Regions from separate parts of the Capsicum annuum genome. Here region 1 is linked to region 2. The links are chromatin contacts, called in public Hi-C maps. All regions are on one chromosome and are shown on one strand. Each heading gives the region's core, a stretch centred on a gene start, on an enhancer-like site or on the middle of the called end of the contact. The rest is flanking DNA. Distances are from core to core; before and after follow the strand shown. Region 1 overlaps LOC107870725 (casein kinase 1-like protein 2). Region 2 holds the start of LOC107870724.

The links. Hi-C and Micro-C count contacts between places; a contact is called where the count stands out from the background.
Region 1: a contact with region 2 is called in a Hi-C map of leaf, with 4 times the contacts expected there. The contact joins the enhancer-like site here to the promoter of LOC107870724 in region 2. A contact is called at or near these places in 2 of 5 Hi-C or Micro-C datasets (leaf and placenta).

The regions. Positions count from the first base shown.
Region 1 is chr5:99,536,293-99,541,630 of UCD10Xv1.1, reverse strand. It overlaps LOC107870725 (casein kinase 1-like protein 2), which reads right to left. Exons shown (of 14, transcript XM_016717333.2): 7 at 4,448-4,509; 8 at 4,289-4,352; 9 at 4,133-4,217; 10 at 3,932-4,058; 11 at 3,763-3,845; 12 at 3,624-3,687; 13 at 3,335-3,462; 14 at 2,322-3,001. The coding sequence ends at 2,702. Among protein-coding and RNA genes, the nearest start is that of LOC107870725, 16 kb to the right of the region's middle. Within about 2 kb of position 1,775, at least 4 of the 5 cell types and tissues checked have an H3K27ac peak or open chromatin away from gene starts, as enhancers often do. A contact at or near this core is called in leaf, where this site is marked.
Region 2 is chr5:99,136,356-99,141,169 of UCD10Xv1.1, reverse strand. LOC107870724 reads left to right here and starts at 1,348. Exons shown (of 16, transcript XM_047413104.1): 1 at 1,348-1,489; 2 at 1,735-1,813; 3 at 2,663-3,208; 4 at 3,314-3,593; 5 at 4,343-4,635. The coding sequence starts at 2,790.

The sequences.
Region 1 (5,338 bases), core at 526-3,025, 400 kb before region 2:
TCACTAGTATCCAAACAATAGAAGTGCAAGCACTCAAGCATCTATAAACTGAAATCATAGCTCTATCAGACACATGAAACTAACCTGGTGTCCAACTAATATCGCAACCAAGGTATCGGGTCTAATAATATACAAGGTAAAAGGATATCGAGATCATTGCATAGAATGCTAAGGTAAATAAGGGCATCATGCTATTGGGAGGGTTTATCTAAGAATATGACCCACAATAATATGTACAACTACAAGTCCTAAACTAGGAATCCCTAATGTTAACCTATGATCCAAGAAAGTAGCATGCTTAACATAACCCTATAGATATAGCTAGTATTATAGGCTAAGGCTCAAACTACAATTCTATTCTAAAATTTAGGGGTGTGCATGGATCGATTCAGTTCGGTTTTATGCGTTATTGGTTCGGTTTATCGGTTTTCAATTTTAAAATATGCAAAACCAATAATCAACCAATAAGATTTTTTATCGTTTTTCGATTTATCGATTTTTTATCCTTAACGGTTCGATTTTCAGTTAAACCAATAAGAAAATACTCATAAAATAAAAATAGTAACAACTAACATAAAAAAAAATAGAATCTTAGTTGCCGCCAAACTCCTACATGTTTTCATTAACAAGAATCTTCAAACTTGAACTGAATGTTAGTTTGAAAAAAAAAATCCTAGTTGTTGTAAGCTATACTGAATGTTTCAAACTTTCCAATATGGCAATACTCACGCTTTGTATTGTGTCTTTGCCTTGAATAGGTTAATACTTTGTGAATTACTGAATTGTCTAAAATATTATATATATAAGTAATATAATTATTCATATATATAACATAAATTAGGGTAAAACAGTATTTTAGTATATCCTTACTGGGTTTATCGGTTTAATCGATAACCCAATAAGCTAAAACCAAACCCGAACCATATACCCAATAAAAAGATTTTATAAAATCAATAAAAAATCGTTAGCTCAATAACATTTTTATCTGTTCGATTTATCGATGATTCGGTTTTTGCACGCCCCTACTAAAATTGCCCTAACAAGTCAAATATCAACAAGAAGGCACGAATGGCCTTAAACCTATCCTATAAAACCCCACCGCACATGCAATCTATACAATACACAATGTCATAGAGAAAAGTTGACAATAGCCTATCTCATAGCTAAACAACAGTGTCAAACCATCCACGAATTGCTCGTCTCAACTCCTCAAACTCTGAATTACGTCGCACTATGAATATTATAATCTAAATGTTACTATCAGTAAAACCAGACCCATATTGCAATAATAAACCCTGAGCCAAGAATTGGGTCAAAACTAGGCTCGTGGGACCCATTATCGGAACTCAAAATTGAATCTATCACGAGGTACCTCTAAGAATAACGAATATGTGCTCAAAAATTTGAGCACAATATGAGCTTGAATCAATCATTAAGGAAATCAAGAATTAAATTCTAGAAATTTATAAGGAAAAAGGGCAGAATTAACAAGGAAAATGATGAAGGAACACAAGGTTTTAAACTATCGGGGCTTACCCTTCGTGATTGTGAGGACCCATGATCGCGATTGCAAGGAACAACAAAATCACCCATCACCAATGTAGGGAATGGCCGCAATTGGGAAGACCATGGTGAACACCATGAAGCCTTCACGAATGCAAAGAAGAAATTAGACCGGGTCGAATCAACCCTTCACTGCGACCGTGGAGGAGGCTCGCGACCGCGAAGGTCAAAGACGTAACTCTTTGCGAACATGGTCAAAACCTCGTGAATGCAAAGACTAAATATAGCCTGCACCAGGTGATGTAGCACCAACAAAATCCAAAGTCCCAACAGACTCCTATCAGGTGCTCAGAATTCGTTCGGAACTTCATGCATGCAAATAAACTATGCTACCCTATCAAATTCGACATTCTAGACTCGACAAAATTATAAAAAAATTTATCAGAGGTTTTTTCAATAAAAAGTGAATCCCACATTCAATGTTCCATTTTTATCAATATCCAACCAATAGCCCAAAATGAGTTCAGATACCTTGGGACTCAAAGGGACCGAACTAGTTGTAGGGTAAACTCCTTGGTCATTATTTTCCTGAGACAGCATTTTATTAGTCTGGGCTCCATTGTCATCTTCCATGTTCATGCCGGGCTTGTTGCTCATACAGTTGTTTCAAGACGCAATCTTCCACGTGTTTCCCAAAGGGTACGATTGGTTTATAAACCAAATCTCTCCCATACAATGGGTGTAAACCTGAGCTTGTTACAAAATAAACTTGGCAAACAACATTTTGCACATACTTGAAAAAGAACCAGGACCCAAAATTTACGGAACTGCTGTTGCACTCATCCGACATTCAACTAGAATATTAGTGGGGACCATTTAAATATTACAATGACCAATATACAGTTTCACTAGTCCCCATCATCTGGACAAGGTTTAAAGAGTATGGAAGATGTCTGATTGCACAACTTTGAAACATAAAGAGGCATGCACGACAATGAGCTTGTATTGAAACCACCTGACATCCTGCTTAGCATCATTTAGATCCATCTATTAATAGACCTTGCTTGCACTAACACACCCGCAGATCCCTAATTTCTAACTGGAACTCATTAAAAAAATAACTTTCAAAGCCTCAATTCTACTTGAGGATCACACAAGTCAGAAATTTACAAGAATGTGATGAAAGGGTTTCCAAACATTAGTGATCCGTGTCTTCCTCATCGAAATGTAGACTCTCAATTCCTTTGAGTGTGGATTCATAGTTCTTCATACCAGAAGTACTCCTGCCAGATGAAGCATGTTTAGGATCTGGTGCTCCAACGAGTGGGGAGATTCTCTGTCCACTTGATATTTTGTGCATGGTCGCTGGACTTGCCTCAGGCATTCTAGAACGTGTAGGATCAGAGTCATTTCCCGTAGTGAAAGTCTCACGGCTACCAGAAACAAGACCTCGTCGCAATGATCCACTTGATCGTCCCAGGAAAGTGGAGCTTGACAACTGAGAAATTGGACGATTCATCATAATGTGACAAAAAGATCACCATCATATATAGCATATATCAAGTTCCATTTCAACTTTGAAACACACATGATCTCTATCATCTTCTTATGTTTTTCCTGGGACTAAGGAAATACAGAACTAGATTCTTTGTATCTGAATTCTGAAGCAAGAGTTATTTGAGAACTTCAGAGCACTTCACTATTGTGGGGTAGAGAGGCTGTTTCGATTATGGACTGATCTATATCCTAGACATGCCCTTTGAGAGCTCCAGAATTTCAGAATCTTACCATCATATCTAATAAGTTCAGATTTAATCCAACTCATACTTACCATAGCATCCTTGCTGGTAGAATCATTTCTGAGAGGACTCTTCTGCTTGGACAAACTTCCTGCATATATAAGCGGCCCAGAGTTTCTTCTTCGAGAAGCATCTGCTGGTTGTCTTCCTTCTTCCTCACCTGCAAAATCTTGAAGTAGGCGCAATGAAAATCCCAAATGGAAGAGACAGGTAGGTCACGACCAATACTCACCCGAAGGCGACGAAGCCATACATTAAACATAAACCCCAACGTTCTCAACTTAGAATACAAGAATAAGGACAGTAACACTGGAAGATTACCTGACTGCCTTTCTGCATTAGGGATAACTGGAGGCATGCCTGAGCTGGTTCCAGCACCAGGGCCCTAATAAAAGCAGCCATCATAAGATATAAGCTCAGAACACGTAGAAAAAAAAAAAAGTGATATTTCATCACTTACAAGGAGTCGGGAAGGAGGAGCTGCAATTTGTGATTGCTGATATTTCAATATGGTCCAATCAAAAACATAGTCAAACTGAAAACCTGCAATGCAAATAGAAGTGTAAAGGGAGCTTAGATTGCATATTACCATATAAAGCTTACAAAAAATCTTTCAAATTCATTTACACCTTCGCGGATGAAGAGGTCACGAAATATTCTCTTCAGATAAGCATAATCGGGTTTATCCTCGAAGCGTAGTGAACGACAATAATGGAAATAGGATGCAAATTCAGTAGGATAACCCCGGCATAAAGCCTGTAAAATTGTAGACCAATGATCCATAAATATGTCTAAAGAAACTCCAACAACCAATTGTGCAAATAAATTACCTCAATAGTTGTTGACACCTTCTTTTCACTAATTTTCTCATACTTCTGCTTCTTAGTTCCTGCTTTCAGCCCCTGCCAAGGAAGACTGCAATAACTAGATGTCATACACAAGCTGAATAAAACAATAGTGAGGAAAGAAATTGCAGCAAATTTTACCTCCCTCTTAGGAAGTACATCAGTACATATCCAAGAGATTCCAAATCATCCCTCCTGCTTTGTTCTATAACAACGGTAATAGCATATTACGTGAGAAATACAGCATTGCCGAACTGTACAAAGAAAAAATACACAAATACAAACAACAGGAAAACTTACCGATACCAAGGTGAGTATTCATGCTAGCATATCTTGCAGTGCCAGTCAAGTTTTTGTTCTCTCTGTAGTGCCAAATAATCCAGATCTCATAAGGCAGAGACAAAATACAAAATACAAACGCCAAATACACAAATGCATGTAGCGCACACAGAAAAGAATTCAGTGACACTTTTAACAAAGATGAAAGCAGTGGTATGTACGGCATTTAACAGTGTTCTGAAATGGAATACACATATTCCCATCATAAGATTTCTTGCGGCACCAAGACATGCATTTGTTACATAACAGATCTTAGAGAAATGGACTTCGAATTGTATTACCTACAATCTGTAATTATCATATATCCCCAATCGTAGTGTTACATTTTCCTAATTAGAGCCCAAAAGCATTATATTTGTTTCTGTCGTAAATTGATAAAAACTTCCTTAAAATTGCATCATGATATCCAAAGGTAGGGAATTCATGTATATAGACTGCCCAGTCTTTTCTCTTCTCTTCAGCTGGGAGTTCTAAAGCAAACATAAAAAAGATTCTGCGCCTATTAAAATTAAGGAGAACAATTTCGCGAAGGTGAGAAATTCCCACGGACTATACTGTAACATATTCTCAACGAAGAAAAACAAAGTCACTGCAAAACTAAGGACCCATTCGACCATAGATTTTCGAAGCATTTTTCGGAAATTCTTTTGCCAACTATCTGTTTGGTCAGAGAAATTATCTAGTTTTGGGGAAACTTTTTTAACTCCCAAAATCTGCTTCAAACCTATTTTTGGGCCAAAGATGTTATAACCATTGGTTTCTTTTCAAATTTTAAAACTTGTCCCGAACTTCTACATTTTATAAAAAGAGAACCCATCTCCTACTTCAGATTTACTTTGCTTTATTTGTATG
Region 2 (4,814 bases), core at 99-2,598:
AATAAACCTAATAATCAGTAATCAATAATAGAAAGAAGAAAACTTAACATCACATGACAGAATATGAGTGAATATATATAAGAGAGATTATGAAGGAAAAATTCTATTCCAATTCAATTCTAATATGTTGAATGTCAAAAAGAAAATAATTACCTTCCCATCACAAAACAAATTTATTTTAAAAAAATTAAAAACACTTCCGCACAATTACTAAAAGCAGTTGCCAATAAACTTCCAATTTTTAAAAAATCGTTTACCACATTAACAAAGAATGAGGAATTCTTTTAACAAATATTCATAAGTCTATTAATATAAAGCTATGTGAAAACATTTAAATTTTTTTAAAAAGTCTTTCTTTAATTTTATATTTATCCATTATCCTAATCGGTGAAAGATTTTGAATTAGATAAACTTCTTTATCATTAGCCTATTTCTTTTTTCTCCATCATTATGAAATTATATTATTATTATTATTAAATTACTATAGCTTCATCTTTAATTTAACATTTAAATAAATTATATTTAAATATATTATGTAACATTTAAATTTAATAGAAATAAATTTATGAAAGAGTAGAAGTCTATTTGGAACATAAAGATAACATTTAATACAAATTCTATCCTTTATCCTTTATTTTTTTAAAATAAAATTCATACTTATCCTTTAATCTATAAAATTGTTATTGTTATCTTATTATTATTAAAACTATTACTTACCAGAACAACGTATTACTACTGCTAAAACTATAATTTATTTATTTATTATTACTTTTATTATTATTATTATTATTATTACTACTATTTATTTAATATAATTCAATTTATAATATTTCTTCTTCTTCTAAAAGTCTTGTCTAGGCCTAAGTTTCTTTTTCTTTTTTTTTTTTTTAAAATTTACTGCACCTTTTTTATTAGGTTAAAAAGTTGTTTTAAATGACCCACATTTTTTTTATTTTTAAATTTACTGCATCATTTAAAAGTTTCAAACTTTCTAATATTTTTTAATTTAAATTTTTTTATCACAACATCATTAAATATTGTCTTAAAAATTGCCACGTGGCTAATTTAATAACTTGACACATGACATTTTGTCTAACCTAAATTTTACTTTTATATATATATAAATTATTTTTTAACACAACACAAAAGCAACAAAGCAACAACAGGTGAAAATTTCAGTGTAAGAAGGTAGGTTTAATTCAGCGTTATTTTGTCCCACTAGTTATGAATTGGCTAAATATTAGTAATTACTTTTGATGAAACTAGGGGTAAATCTTACGTAATTGGTAACTTAAAAAAGTGATTATTTGGCAGATAACATGGGCTGGTGGAAGATAGATAGAAGTAGGAGGCCCAAAATGTGGTTTTGGTCCAATTTGTATTCGTGTTTGGGGCTTTAGAAAATTAAAAAAAAGGAAAAAAAAAACCACGTTATTGCTGGAACAACCTGACCTCCTTCCACCGATCAACGGACTCTTTCTACGTTCCTGTAATGATTTTTCTCTACTTATTATATTTCATGTCTTTTTTTCATGGGAATATTTGTCTCTCTCACATACACAAATTCATATCTGAATATTCATTTTGTTTTTGAACGTGTACGATATTCTTCTTTTCCCCTTTTGTTTGAGCTATTCTTTTAATTTTGTTTTAACAAAATCGAACTTTTCAAAACCCTAATTGAACCCCGAGTTACTTTAATTTTTTTTTGATGGTAATTTTTATACATTTCAGATTTTTGGCATCCAAGGCTGTGCAGATCACGCGGTTGTTTGAGATTTTATTAGTGTGTTTATACAGTTAAAGTTGCCAGGTAATATATATATATATACAACAACAACAAACCCTGTATATTCCCACCTAGTGAGATATAAATATAGATTTATATACAAATCTTTTGCTGCTTTTTGTTAATTTTTCTAATTATGGGTTGTTTGTATTTATGGTTCTTTTTTTTGGCATTTTGTTCAAGTTAAGTGAAGGAGAGTGTGGGTGTCAAATCTGAGTCTTTGATCACCGAAAAATTGTTTATTTTCGATTTTTCATATCGGTAGCATTGTTTGAAATTTTGTCTGCCGTTTGATGAATGTTGTGGTCAAACTTTGAGAAAAGGAGAAAATATAAATCAGTGTTGATTGCTATAACTGCTGGCTATTACAAAAATAATAGCAAATGTTAGAAGTATCAGTGGACCTAGTTCAAGAACATAGCTCTGAACTCAAAATTTTATTTTATTACTATTTAATATTTGGATGTGATGAGTCTTACGGCTTGTTTAGTCCGCTGCTGAGTGCTGACAGTGTTCAGCTCTTTGTTGGCTGAATACTTTAGAAAGTGAATAAATAGTTTCATGAATAGAAGCTGTTGGAATGCATGACAATCCTTACAAGAAAAAAAATTTGTCGACTTGTTCATTTATTGAGTTTAGAATTAGTTGTCGCGATATTTATGTGTCTATATCTTCTTGCTTGTATCCTTATGTCATTCATTATTGTTCGTTGATTTTGGCCTTTTTTCTGAGCTTTTTAAGTAGCTATAAACGAGCATAACAGATTTAGTTATAACTCAATTTTTTTAGAGCTGCCAGTAGGTTACACAGCTTTTAGTTAGTCTTGGATTTGTGTGGAGTGGGTTTCATGTTTGCATGATGGTATCCTTGCAGAAGTGCTATGTTCATGCACATTTTTTAGGAGATTGAGTTGGTTTCATGCGTTATTCTTGAGGAGCAGTGCCATGCACAGCTGTGTTCGCTGGGTGGGTTACACAAAGAGTGTTCGCAAATTGATGCAATGTCAGCAGCTAGCAAATTTGATCTATCTTCTAGTAGTCCAGATAGGCCACTGCACGCCTCTGGGCAGCGTGGATCTTATGCACCTACTGCTTCATTGGATCGGTCAGGTAGCTTCCGTGAGAACATGGAGAATCCAATCTTATCTTCTCTTCCAAACATGACTAGAAGCACTTCAACAATAACACGTACAGATGCGGTTAACTTTTTCCAATGCTTGCGCTTTGATCCAAAAGCTATGGTTACGGACCACAAGCTTAATCGGATTATTGATTTCAAGCAGCTTACCAGTTTAGCTTTAGGGGTGCCAGTGGAGGATTCTTCTTTGGTGTCTTCCAAAGGCAAACTGTTCCCTTCTCCCTCTGCAGAGGAGGCCAGACGGCTGAAGACTGGTCTTCGTGAAAGCTGCTCTAAAGCGAGGTAGTTTATCTGGATACTGTGTTCTTCTTGTACATGCTTTTCCTAGTCAACTTTTAATGAGGTTTTTAAGAGATATTGTGCTCATTTAAATCCTTGACATATCAGGGAACGTGTAAAAATATTCACCGAATCTTTATCTGTGCTCAATAAATGCTTTCCAAGCATTCCATCAAGGAAGAGATCTCGCTCTGATGCTTTATCAAATGACCGACCCATGACATTTTTCCCAAGTGATCGATCAGTTTCAGGGACAGGCATGGGTAAGACGGGTACACAAAGTCATTGTTCTCCCAGTAGTTATGAGTTTGAGCAACAAAAGTTTGAAGAAAGGGTTAAAACTACTGTTCCAAGCAAACGTACTCGGACTTCCATGGCGGATATGAGGGTTTGTATTATTATGTTGTTATTTTCTTGTATCCTCTTATACCTTGATTTAAATTCACTTTTTGAGGTATTTTATCTACATCACCTATTAAAAAGAGGCGTTTGTCTACATCAAAAGCCTTGGATTGAGATTTCGCTTTGCAACCTTCTATGGATCTTATGTTCCAACTATGGTATTGCTGAGTAAGCTAGAGGACTAGCTCATTTAGGAAATCAACTTCCTTTACTTTTCTCTTTATCACTGGGTAGTAAGATCAGCTAAATGTGGGTTAACACCATAACTACCTAATGAAGCTTGATATCATTGAGCGTTAAGATTGAATCTTGTCCTTTCTTCTTTTTTTCTTTTTTGGCTAAAATGCTGATGAACACTAACAAATGAACTGATGTAGTTGGCTACTTGTCTCAGGAAAGAATTGTAGTTTTTATTGTTGAGCATTGATTAGAATCTTTCTTCCTTGCTAAAAATTTCTTTGTTTTCTTCATGGAAAAAGATGCCAATCTAGAGTTTATTGGGAAGTGTTTCAAATATTTCCTTTTTTATCCAAACATATATGCAACTGCGCAGATACTTGCTGTTGAAGTATCCTCTAAGCATATCTTTTTCCTGTAATATATGCGGTATATTGGGCTTTCTGATGCTAATCTTTGACTAGGCTACATGCTTCCTCACCTAAATCCATTCTTCCATTCGAGTTTATGCTTGGACATAGCTTAACATTTTTAAAACTGACTTCTTGTTGTTTTCAGCCTGATGTAAGGGCAAACACACCCACAAGGCCCGTGGGGAACATAGATAGAGATAGGGAGTTACTGAGGTTTACAAATGGTAGCTCAATTCAGGGAGAAGATCATACTCCATCCGTTGCTGTAGAGGGTTGGGAGAAGTCGAGGATGAAAAAGAAGCGTTCTGGAATTAAACCAGATGCTACTAGTTCCATGACGGCCAAACATATTGATGGCCACAGGGAATCAAAGCAAGGAGTGCAGCCACGACTTCCTAATGATAGTCGATCAAGATTTACGGATACCCATGGCTTCAGGTAGTTCCTCAACTGTCAATGTTGAATTTAAAATCAGAGCAAAGCGTGTGTTCAATTTTTTCCTGTCATTTCTTTTATTTCCCCCCCTAGGGTTATGTAGACTTCCTTGAGCTACTCGTGGTTATATTTATAGGCTGCCTTTCTACGCTGTATTTGATATTAGTTAGGAAGTGCTTTTT